Linked DNA regions of Rattus norvegicus: region 1 is linked to region 2. Evidence: chromatin contacts called from public Hi-C data. All regions are on one chromosome and are shown on one strand. Each heading gives the region's core, a stretch centred on a gene start, on an enhancer-like site or on the middle of the called end of the contact. The rest is flanking DNA. Distances are from core to core; before and after follow the strand shown. Region 1 overlaps LOC120102311 (a long non-coding RNA gene). Region 2 overlaps Dnah6 (dynein, axonemal, heavy chain 6).

Evidence for each region. A called contact is a pair of places that touch in the nucleus more often than the background predicts.
Region 1: a Hi-C map of the A7r5 cell line shows a contact between it and region 2, with 6 times the contacts expected there. The contact joins two enhancer-like sites. A contact is called at or near these places in 9 of 12 Hi-C or Micro-C datasets (the A7r5 cell line, the Rat2 cell line, Schwann cells and 6 more).

Annotation. Positions count from the first base shown.
Region 1 is chr4:106,845,054-106,851,389 of GRCr8, reverse strand. LOC120102311 (a long non-coding RNA gene) reads right to left here. Exons shown (of 3, transcript XR_010065833.1): 2 at 3,714-3,976; 3 at 1-1,554. Among named protein-coding and RNA genes, the nearest start is that of Dnah6, 5.9 kb to the right of the region's middle. Within about 2 kb of position 1,754, at least 12 of the 93 cell types and tissues checked have an H3K27ac peak or open chromatin away from gene starts, as enhancers often do. A contact at or near this core is called in the A7r5 cell line, where this site is marked.
Region 2 is chr4:106,621,121-106,626,622 of GRCr8, reverse strand. Dnah6 (dynein, axonemal, heavy chain 6) reads left to right here. Exons shown (of 77, transcript NM_001419792.1): 76 at 1-45; 77 at 4,144-4,388. The coding sequence ends at 4,247. Among named protein-coding and RNA genes, the nearest start is that of Tmsb10, 55 kb to the right of the region's middle. Within about 2 kb of position 2,767, at least 4 of the 93 cell types and tissues checked have an H3K27ac peak or open chromatin away from gene starts, as enhancers often do. A contact at or near this core is called in the A7r5 cell line, where this site is marked.

The DNA of each region.
Region 1 (6,336 bases), core at 505-3,004, 230 kb before region 2:
CTAGATTTTTATTTCCAAGAGATGGAAACAAAAACTTGAAAGTGTTTGCCATGCCGTTCATCCTGTTTAAATCTTCACTCACATATCAGGAGTGGTGCTGCATATCTGTAACTCCAGAACTTGGGAAAATGAGGCAGGAAGATTATGAGTTTAAGGGCAGCCTGAGTTATATAGGAAGAACCCCTCCCCCTTATCTGTTTGTCTCTTACACACACACACACACACACACACACACACACACACACACACCTGGTTAAAACTGGCCGAAACCATTGGCAAAGGCGTCGCAGAGCAGCTGAGGGTGGCCTATGCCTCACCGTGATACTAAAACACACAAAGCTTGGTGGAACTTTAAGTGGCTAACGAGACGTGATTAATGACGTTATATGCAGAACTACATAAAACAGACAGTGCATACTCAGAAAAGCCCACACTATGCAAATGAGCTCCAAAGCAGGAGATAGTTACATAAAAGTCCAATTCTTCATTAGGTGGAGCGGTTTGGGCTAGTGAACTCTGCCCGTTTTCTCTCTGCCCATTTCCTCTCTTGCAATGTAGAGTCTTTCTTTTCCTAGTTTGAATGTAGATGAGAGAGAGAGAGAGAGAGAGAGAGAGAGAGAGAGAGAGAGAGAGAGAGAGAAAGAACAGTACAGACAGAGGCATCTGGAAGAGTCCAGAGCAAGGAGAGAAAACATAGACTGAACTGGCTATGAAGGGAGAGATAAGAAGGGAGAGCGAGAAAAGAAGAGGAGAGAGAGGGCAAAGGAGAGTGAGAGAGAGGACCAAGAGAGGAAGGAGTCAGAGCAGAGAACCAAGATGATGCAGAGCTGAAATGGAAGGGTTATAAAGGAAGGAGAAGATGCAGAAGCGAGCCCCTGGGCTGGAAAGGTTTAGGGTAGGGGGCGGGGTCAGAAGAGCTGGGAGAAGCCAAGGGGCAGGGTCAGAAGAGGCGGGAGAAGCCAAACTTACCGAGTGAAGCTGGCTTTGGTATGCTAATTGGCACCGTGGTTAGGCATTTGCCCTGAGTTCTTTTGGGGCCAGACAACCAGCCCTTGGGATGCTGAGGCAGGAAGGTCAAGGATTCAAAGCCAGTCTGAGATAAATCCCAAGCCATCCTAGGATATATGGTCAGACCTTGTTTCAAATTAATTTTTGTTTTGTTTGTTTGTTAAGTTAAAACGGTGATTTTTTAACACTACCAACTTTGGAGAAAGTGGGAATTTCTTCACTGTAATAAATGGCAGTTACCCCCTCTCTTTACCGCAAATTACCTCTTTCTTCCCCATTAGTCTTCATACAACCCTTATGTTCCTCAAGCTGTCCGAAAGTTCTTAATATTTCCACAATTCTGTGTCATTGCATATAAAATAATAAGGATGCCAGTGCTTTAAGAGGCCACCAGTAAAGAGCATGGTGCCGAGATTAATCATCAGGTTTTTGATTTCCCCTCCAGCCCCTCCCAGCCCAGATCGGCTGACTGCCACGTGGCTTGTAGCTTCTAGCTCAAGCTGCCGGGATCCAAATGCCCAGACTCCAACCACTGCTGCCTGGATCCTGTTAGAGAAAGGAAGGGGAAATCTGCTTTACCTCCAGGGGCAGAAATGTCAGGGAAAAAGCCTTCTGCAAAGAGAGGCATCAAGGTCAAAATGGAGCAAAATTATGTTGTCTTCTGGTTAATAGCTAACTAGCTTGCCCTTTTATTGTCCACAAAACTTGGCAACCTCCTAGGTCTATGTGGCTGTTTGCCTTTCCCGTGGCAAGAAAGGAGGGGTTTTCTTTCACTGTAAACACAGTTGACAAAACACTGAGTAGACAGGAGAGGTGTGTACCAAAAGGAAACTGTTCTGTATGTAACCACCTCAGCAGGGGTGAGAATATTCTGAAGAGACACTTGCTTTTAGTCTTCTTTGCCTATCAGAGTATTTAGACAAGTGCCCCCCAGAAAATTGGAATTTCCCACGGAATCTAATGCTGGAAGAAGGAAAGGCTGGAGCTAGCCAGAGAGGGAGCCTGTCTCCCAGAAAGAGTTTTCATTTGGTTCAGACTTAGACTGCCACTCAGGAGAGCCGGGAGCCCAGACAGTAGTGGCGGAATCACACCTTGGCCAGGAATGCTTAGTTATACACACCTCTTACTTCCTATTGAAAGCCAAGCGTCGTGTCGGAACCTTGAATATGGACTTGAGGAGTCCTGGACTTCTTTCTCTCCTCTATCCAGTGCAGTTACGTTGAGTAAAATTCACCTTTCTGCTTTTTACCATTACTTGTTCATTTAAGTGACCTATCAAGGATGGATGGTCAAGTCTAGCTTGCTAGAGCTTCCCAGGGGCTATGCTCTGACAGAACACACACACACACACACACACACACACACACACACACACACACACACACAAAACCAAATCTGTGAAGGTCTTGTTGGTCTCAGTGGTTCTGAAGGAGCTTAATGATCAGAACCTATTCAACAAATATGCATCAGGGCCCTTTGCTGATGAAGACAAAACCAGTTGTGAACAGACATGAAACAAAGTGGCATACTGACCCAATAAAACTTTATTTATAAAACCAGGTAGCAATCTGAATTCAACCTAGGATATAGTTAGCTGACCTGTGCTCTGTGCTACATATGGACAAGACATGTATATGTATGGATTCTATACTATACTGTTTGAATAAACTAGATGCTATACTTAGATAGACTGTGTTTTATATGTTTGTATAGACAGTATAGCATTCTTTTTAACAAAATGGGGTAATGTATATCTGTGACTGTTTCATTAATTGTATTTAACACACTATCCATTTAATACAGATAGCATCACCTCATTACCTTATTGGTTATATCAATCTATATTATATTTTATTTGAACACACCCTCTGTAAAAGGCTTGGAACAAATTCCTTACATAAATACCCTTGTGCCTTTGATCAAATGGTTTTAAAAGCAGATGAACATCTGCTGCCCTTGTAGGCCAGAAAATGAGTTAGATCTCCTAGTACTGGAGTTACAGGTGGTTTTGAACTGCTGTGTAGGTACTGGGATGTGAACCCCTGTCTTCTAAATGCTCTTCACTGCTTAGCAATCTCTCAAACTCCATGATACAGCTTTCAAAATCAACCAATATTGCAACATTATCTCTGAAACACTGTATATTCTGTAGGCATAAAGTTTTTGCCAAATTTAGGTGATTTCAATTCCAAAGTAAAGAGGACTGTAAAAGAGCTGGCATTGAACATCTCTGAAAGACCCTACACCAGTGGCCCTCAACCTTTCTAGTGCTGTGACCCATGAATACAGTTATTCATGTTGAGGTGACCCCCAACCATAAAATTATTTCATTGCTACTTCATAGCTGTAATTTTGCTATGAGTTCCAGGGCAGCCAAAGGGGCTACATAGACAAACACTGTGTCATAAAACCAGAAAGAAAGAAAGAAAGAAAGAAAGAAAGAAAGAAAGAAAGAAAGGAAGAAAGAAAGAAAGAAATTATAATGTAAATATATGATATGTGACTGACCTCCAAGGGAGACATGACACACAGGTTGAGAAACTCTGATCTATAGGAAATGGCCACCCAAAGGTGGGGTAGCTGCTCACGTAGGTCAAATGACCTGAAGGAAGCCAGAATGGAGTGCCATTGACACGCACAGCAGCCCTAGGCCCACAGATGGGTGATGGAGTGAAATGCTGAGACTGGCATTTCAGAGGACTCACCTGGGGAGCGTCTTCGTTTTAAGGAACGACGTTGCCATGCGAGGATGCCCGGAGGTGTGGGTGGTCAGTCAGAAGAGAGCGAGCCGCGGTGGCAGGGCAGGAGCAGGACAGTGGCAGGGCAGGATACGTTGTGACATAACAAACAGGGAAGAACCATGCTTCTTCTTAGAGTTTCTTGTAGCTCCTCGTCGCTTTCTGGCAATCAGAAGACTGGTCACCCTCAGTTCACAGCCATTTTTATTGTGGAATTACCAGGAAAAGTTCTGCAAAAGCATTGTACGTAAACCTAAGAAACAGGATGTATAGGAGGGTGAGGACTCAAAGAAGAAAAGTAAAAATAATACTATTGCCCTCAAATGCATTGAAGGAGATCGTCGGGACACTGCAGGAGAGAGATGATGGCTCTGTCACAGATGGGATTTCTTACAATAAAAGTCTTCCCACAGGGTCATAAAGTAACACATGTTCTGTAGGAGAAACCCAGCCAGGCATGGTGGCACAGCCTTTCAACCCAGCACTCAGAAGGCAGAAGCAAGTGGATCTCTTGAGTTCAAGGCCACACTGGTCTACAGAGTTCCAGGATAGCCAACTGGCTACATAGACAAACACTGTGTCATAAACCAAAACAGAAAGAAAGAAAGAAAGAAAGAAAGAAAGAAAGAAAGAAAGAAGGGAGGGAGGGAGGGAGGGAGGGAGGGAGGGAGGGAGGGAGGGAGGGAGGGAGGGAGGGAGCAAAGGAAACGCCTACTTGCTGGGCACCATTCCTAACCTGAGTACTCTAAAGACCCTTTTCCATGAGGGCCCTTAAAATTTAACATCCAGGAGGAGCTGCTTTCGAAATCTGATGCTGGCTGATTTAGGAGTTGGAGGCAGGATGTAGGAGCCTGTGTATCTCACAAGTTCCAGATGACGCCAATGCTACTGGCCCAAAAATCACACTATGAAGAGCAAGGACTTAAGGAAGAGGTTCTGGGACTTGCGGGCACATTGCAATCATCTGAGGAAGAGGGAATGCTTCCCTTGCTAAAGCTTTAAATTCCCAGAATACAACTACCCAAGACAGAACATCCAAGATAGCGCCTCAACATTGTAAGAAAAGAAAATACAATAATCTTCTGAGAAACTAATCTCAAGTTTTTTTTTTTTTACGAATCTACCAGTTTTGTTTTCTTTTACAAACTTCCAGAGCCACAATTCCAAACTTATTCTGTAGTACATTCATGTGACCACAAGATGTCACCAAAGGAACAAACTATGCATCAGGAATCCTTACAAAACCAAGCAAGGCTCCCCCTCCTTCCCAACAAAGCTCAGAGAAAGCCCACTTTAGAGGCCACCTTCCCAGTTCTGAGGAAAAATAGATCACAGACTCCTTTAAGAATTGATCAGATCTATAGAAAACAATGTGTATACACAACCGTGAACTCAATTTCCGGAAGTTTACGGGACCTGAAATTTAAATCCTCCTTACCATTCTATGACGCCTCTTCCTTCCTTCCGCCTACCTCTTGCCTCATAAAGAAAATGGACTGTGGGGGTTGGGGATTTAGCTCAGTGGTAGAGCGCTTGCCTACCAAGCACAAGGCTCTGGGTTCGGTCCCCAGCTCCGAAAAAAAAAAAAAAAAAAAAAAAAAAAAAAAGAGAGAAAATGGACTGTGGCCATAAATCTTCAGATTTGCTCACTTCGCCCTCCGTCTTCCTTTCACTGTCATAGGACAGACATAATTTCTTTTTAAAGAGTTTTAAATACTTATTTATTTTGTGCATGTGGTCGGGGAGGTCAGAGAGACTTGCAGAAATCAGCTTTCCCCTTCTGTTGTGTGGGTTTGGGGAATCGAACTTATGTTGTTAGCTGTGGCAGCGAGTCTGCTTAACCACTAGACCATCTCTTGGGCCAGATACCGTTTCACATACTATTTTCTTTTGAAAACCTGAGAAACTACTGCCCTTTATGGTTCTTTTTAGGCTTGATACATGTGGTGGTTTGAATATGCTCGGCCCAGGGAGTGGCACTCTTAGGAGGTGTGGCCCTTGGGAGTAGGTGTGGCCTAGTAGCAGGAACTGTGCCACTGTGGGGGTGGGCTTTGAGATCCTTCTAGCCGCCTGGAAGACAGCTTTAGAATCAAGATGCATAACTCTTAGCTCCTTCTCCTGCACCAGGTCTGCCTGCATGCTACCATGCTCCTGCTACAATGATAATGGACTAAGCTCTGAAACTGTAAGCCAGCCCCAATTAAATGTTGTCCTTTATAAGAGCTGTCTTGATCATGATGTCTCTTCCCAGCAATGGAACCCTAAATAAGGCAATAATACACTACCAAAAATTAATTTTGTCACATTATAAAATTATGAATACAGGTGTTGGAGAGCTGGCTCTGTAGTAAGAGGATTGGTTGCTTTTCTAGGGGATCCTGGTTCGATTCCCAGCATTCACAAGGCAGCTCATCACCGCCTGTAACTCCAGTTCCAGAGGATCTGACAGCGTCTTCTGACCTTCTAGGGCGCCAGGCAGGCAGGAGGTACACAGACATTCATGAGAGCAAAATATTAATACACATAAAAGAAAATAAAAAATTAAAGAGATACTTCATTTTCTCCAAAATAATGTCAATATATTCTGCTT
Region 2 (5,502 bases), core at 1,518-4,017:
CGCTCTACAAAACAGGAGCCCGGGCAGGAACACTTTCAACCACAGGTGAGCGTGTTCTTAAGATTTGTCCACGGGGCTGGAGAGACAGCCCAGCAGTTAAGAGCACTGTTTAAGGCTCTTACACAGGACCCAGGTTCGATTCTCAGCACCCATACTGTGGCTCACAACCATCTGTAACTCCAGCTCCAGAGGATCCAATGCCCTCTTCTGTATACCAAAGGCAATACACACATGTAATGCACAGGCAGACAAGCAGACAAAGCACCCACATATATGAAAATAAATGCATATTTTTCATTGTACACGTAATAACTAAATAAAAACTTCAGTCAAAACTCAAATGCTGCTGGTCAAGGTGGCACAAACCTTTAACCCCAGCAGAGGCAGGCAGATCTCCATAAATTCAAGGCCAGTCGCCTGGTCTATCATAGAAAAGAGGTTTTAAAATGAACTAAGTGGAAAACTGGGTTCAAAAACTCCCAGTGGACCTGAGATGCAGTCCTGCAAACTGGAAGCAGAGAGAAGGAAAAGAGATCACATAAGATGTGAACCAGGGAGAGGGCTCAGCACTAAAGGCTCTGTCACCAAGCCTAGCAACCTGAGTCTGATCCCCGAGACCCAGATGATGTTAAGAGAGAGCTGAGTCCCACAAGTTGTCCTCTAACTCCCACATATGTGCCATGTCATACGCAGGAGCACACACGTGCATAATAAGTAAATGCAATTTCTTTATAAGAACAATGGATTTTCCAAAAAGAGACTGCTAAAGAATAGTGGAGAAAGCCACTTGCAATAGTAGTTGGAAAGTCTAACATTGTAGAAAAAGCTGTAATTCCCTGTTAATTAATTAGTTAATTCATTAGGCGAATGTAAGAGAAAGTAAGAATGGGGAAGAGGCAATATTTACAAAGAATAAAAGCTGGTGGTTCTCTAACACTAAAGAAATGCTGTGTCCTCAGATTCAGAAATCTTGTCGCTGGGAGGGAGGGATGCTTTTTAAAATGGTACCCGGGAAGGCTTACATGGACACTTGCGGAGTGCCCAGGGGAGTGCCCGGCACACAGCGAATACTGTCCGAGCAAACCATTCACAGAACAGCATTTCGTGATGAGAACTCTGAGATTACTGGACAGGTCTGGGGATCCTGTTTCCTAATGATGGCTGCTAGAAACCTGTTAGGGCACCTGAAAAATGGCACTGCTTCCCCCAGGATAGGAATATGAATTGTGGAGGACAAGTTTGGATTCACGAATTGTGAACTGCTCTGCTTTTGAATGATGAGCTGGCTTCCTTTGTGTTGCTTAGATCAGACACTCTAACCAGAAGCGACTTAAGGAAAAGGCTGCGGCCTTATGCTTCCGTCATGGAGGGAAGGCAGCGTGGGAATGACGGGGAAACCCGGAGGCAGGAGTCATGGAGGAATGCTGCTTGCTAGGTTGACACAGGCTCGTGTTTACTTAGCTTTCTTCTGCAGCTGAGGATCACGAGTCTAGGGCTAGCACTGCCCAGGGTGGGTTGGACCCTCTTACTTCATTTAATAATCAAGACAATTCTCCCTGATATGCCAGCAGGCAAATCCTACCTAGACAATTCCCCAACAGAGACCGTCCTCTCAGCCATCTCAGGCCGTGTCAAGTTCAAAATCAAGACTAACCAGGACCAAGGAGCCACTTATTGAAAGCTTTTCCAGACAGTAATGTAAAGCATCATAATAAAAGAGCCCAGACATACTACAATGTTAGCCTCAGATATGAAATAAACTTTAGGCAGTCACTGTGCACCTCAGTGTGGGCTCGAGGAGGCTGTTAGAAGCTTCTCAGCGTAGAACGCCAAGCTGACCTCATAACAAAAGTGTGGGTGCTGCTAGCTCACCCCCCAGCTGGAGTCAATGGTTGCAGCGATGATTAAGGCGCAGCCCTAGTCATTAACTTAATGAATGAAGGAACGGTCGACACCTGGCTGCTCACTGCAGCTCCGCACCACACAGAAAGCCTCAGCTGACTCTACAGGAACGTGAATTGAGAACTTGGATTTGAAAATAAGAAACAAAAATGTAATTTGGCTAAATAACTGATCGCATGGAAAAACCCAAAGTAATCTACAGAAAATGGGTCTGCTACAAAAGATAAACAGCAGAGAACCACCGCTATATAACAGTCAGCAGAATTCTTGACAGAGAACACTCGTTCAACACGTTTGCGGCCCCTGAGTTCAATCCCCCGTCTTTAGACGAAGCTGAAGGAATGACTGTCCAAGTCGCTTGTTAGCTGTGGGAACATGAGGAAAGACGAAAGCAGGCAGGTCCCCGTTGTGATGAAGACCTGAATTATTCTCAGACACAAAACATGTTTCTTCACTAAGGGGTCCCCACCCACCTCAGAATAAGTTCAGCTCAGCCCCTGCAGACAGCAGCTTTTGCGAGCAGGCTCTGTAGTTCTAAAGCCCATTTAATCCCTTCTGTTCAAGCACCCTGACAGTCCCGGAAGACAGCCTTTATTTCCACATCCTTTTCTTCCTCAGTCATCCATCCATTCCTTTTGAGCAGGTCTCACTCTGTAGCCCTGGCAGTTTGGAACTTGCTATGTAGTGCAAGCTGGGCCTCCAGCTCACAGAGATCCACTTGTCTATGCCTGCCCAGTGCCGGGAACAGGGTGAACTACCACACCCAGCCTGTGATTTATTTATATTTATGTATGGGGGGAGGGGGCAGGGTAAAGAATGGCATGTACACCTGAATGCACATACCCACAAGGGCCAGAAGAGGGCACCAGATCCCCTGGAGCCAGAGTTACTGGTGCTGTAAGCTGCCCAACACTGATGTGGGAACTAAACTCAAATAGACACTCTTAGCCATTTAGCCATCTCTCCAGCCCTCCTCCACCCTTTTCTTACACACACTCAGCTGTTCTTAATGCTCTAGTCACCCTGCGTCCCTCTGCGGTATGCAGCCGACCTTTACTTTAACCACAGTCCACTATACAGCATCCATGTTGTAGCTATCCTGTTTGTCAGAAGCACAAGACCTCTGACATCAGCCCTTCAGGATTTCAGCATAAGTGGATATGTGACAGGAGCCACACACGTCTATCCCAATCATCTACAGAGGTACTTTCTGTCCAACTGTGAGTCATCCAGAGTAGACAGTGAAGCCCTTAGGAGACCGCCGTGAGATTGAGAAAGAGGGGGCATTTTAGAAGGCAGCTAAACTCATTTCTGGCCAACAGAGAATGGATTCTGCTTAAACTGAGTCAGCGGCTGCAGGGGTTTAGCTGTGTCCTAAGTCTTCCTCCAGACCTAGAGAAGGCCTCACGTGCTCCCATGCAGGCACCCATGGCCTGCAGAGAAGTATACATCGGGCTGGCACCCAAAAAAGCGTGGAGGCAAATTTCTGGACTGCGTAAAACCAGTAAATGCACAGGAGAGGAGTCTAGATGGGCTTGCCATTGAACTTGGGCTGTTGCACTGGAAAACCTGGTATCCAGGGGACCAGAAAGGTGAAAAGGTAAAGGCTCCCCCTGCTGGGTCTGAGGCCACCTTCCCTGATGTCCATTCACACCCACGGAATCTGAGAAAAGCAGCACCAGAAGGAGCGGTCGCCATCTGAGGTCACTGTCTCCCTCCTTAGACAGCCACGGAAGGGGAAGAACTCCGTAAGAGGGACTCGCTCTTACGAGCGTGTGTAGAATGGCTAAGCACTGAAGACAGAACGCCTGTCACTGTGCCTGCTCATTCCAGGAGCCCAAGAGTCTTCCAGTGTAGGATGGAAAGAAGGACGGACGGATAGATAGACAACTACGCGTATAGAAGCCCTACCTACCGTTAGAAACCCCTGAGTCCTATTGAAGTGTCAGGCCCAACTCCCAGCCCAGTGCTCCAGGATTCAGACTGCAGAAAACCTGAAACATACTCATCAAGATGTAAGATCTGAGACAGACGGGCCTCAAAGCACCACGTATTCTGAAATCTCCTTTTGAATGGCGTGAAACTGGAACGTTCAGAGGACTGAGCCCGGCGTCTTCAGGTTCAGCCAGGTCGGAGCTAAAGCCTCTTGGCTCTCAGTATCTCGTCTCTGTGAATCCAGAGGTTACTGTTGAAATAACAGCTCTTCTTCCCCACCCCCACCCCCCTTGTATCGTTTATTAGGTCATTCAACCAACTTCGTGGTGACTGTCCTCTTACCCTCCAAGAGGCCCAGTGATTACTGGATCGCCAAGGGGTCAGCATTGCTCTGCCAGCTGAGTGAGTGACTAGGGGCCTCGATGATCCAGAGACCTTCCCTGATGATGAGGACGTGACCTCTGACCCCGCTTAAAGATAGCAGCTGTGACTGGTATTTCTCCCATAGCCTAAAATAAAGCCATTTTGAGTTATTTCTGTTGGGAATCCCAGCTGTGGTGTGGAAGCGACTAATTCACACACCCCACCCCTATTAAACCCACTCCCAACTCCATGGGAAAGCCGGGCTAGGCTGCTTCTCCTCAGTGTGTCACTGAAGGCCTGGGAAGAGTCAGAGTTAGCCCATCACTCACACAGTCTCCCTTCCTCGTCACGCTCGTAGGAGAGGCTCACGGCCCACGGTCCACATTAGCCACATGGCCCCGATACTTCTGTTTCTAGACCTAATTAAGGATCTCAAAAATCCAACACCGGGGCAACAGCAACAACCACCATGTGTGCCCAGCCTTCTGATATCGTAACATGACATTGTCACAAAGTTCATCCTTGAGAACTGTGCAATCGAAACATCACAAAAACGTGGGGAAAAAACTTATTAGTATGCAAGTGTGCATGGTGTGTTTGTGTTCATGTATGTGTGTGTGAATGTGGACACATGCATGCTATCCCGGTGCACATGTAGAGCAATCTTCACCCTCCACTTTGAAAAGGGTCTCTCTCTCTTGTTCACTGCTGCATATGCCAACATAGCTGACCCATGAGCTTCTGCCAATTCTCCTATCTTGCTTTCCATGTCCTAGATAGAGTAGACACGCCACTATGTCTGGCTTTTAATATGGGTTCTGGAGGCGCCAACCCAGGCTATGAGGCTTTTGTGGCAAGCATTCTACCCACTGAACCATCCCCTCTGCCTATCACATTGTTTTAAGGAAGCTTATGATTTTGTGTTGGAAAACGTGTATAGCTGTCCCCAGCCACATGCAGCACGCAGGCCACAGATTGAACATGCCAGGCCCAAGAGGACAGAAAAGGGACGGTGGTAGTTTGAATATCCTTGGCTCAGGGAGTGGCACTATTTGGAGGTGTGGCCTTATTGGAGGAAGTGTGACACTGTGGGCATGGGCTTTAAGACCCTCCTCCTAACCACATGGGAGCCAGTCTTCTAGCAGCCTTTAGATGAAGATGTAGAACTCTCAGTTCCCCCTGCACCATGCCTGCCCGGATGCTGCCATGCTCCCACCTTGATGATCCTGGACTGAATCTTTGAACGTGTAAGCCAGCCCCAATTAGGTGTTGTCTACAAGTCGCCTTGGTCATGGTGTCTGT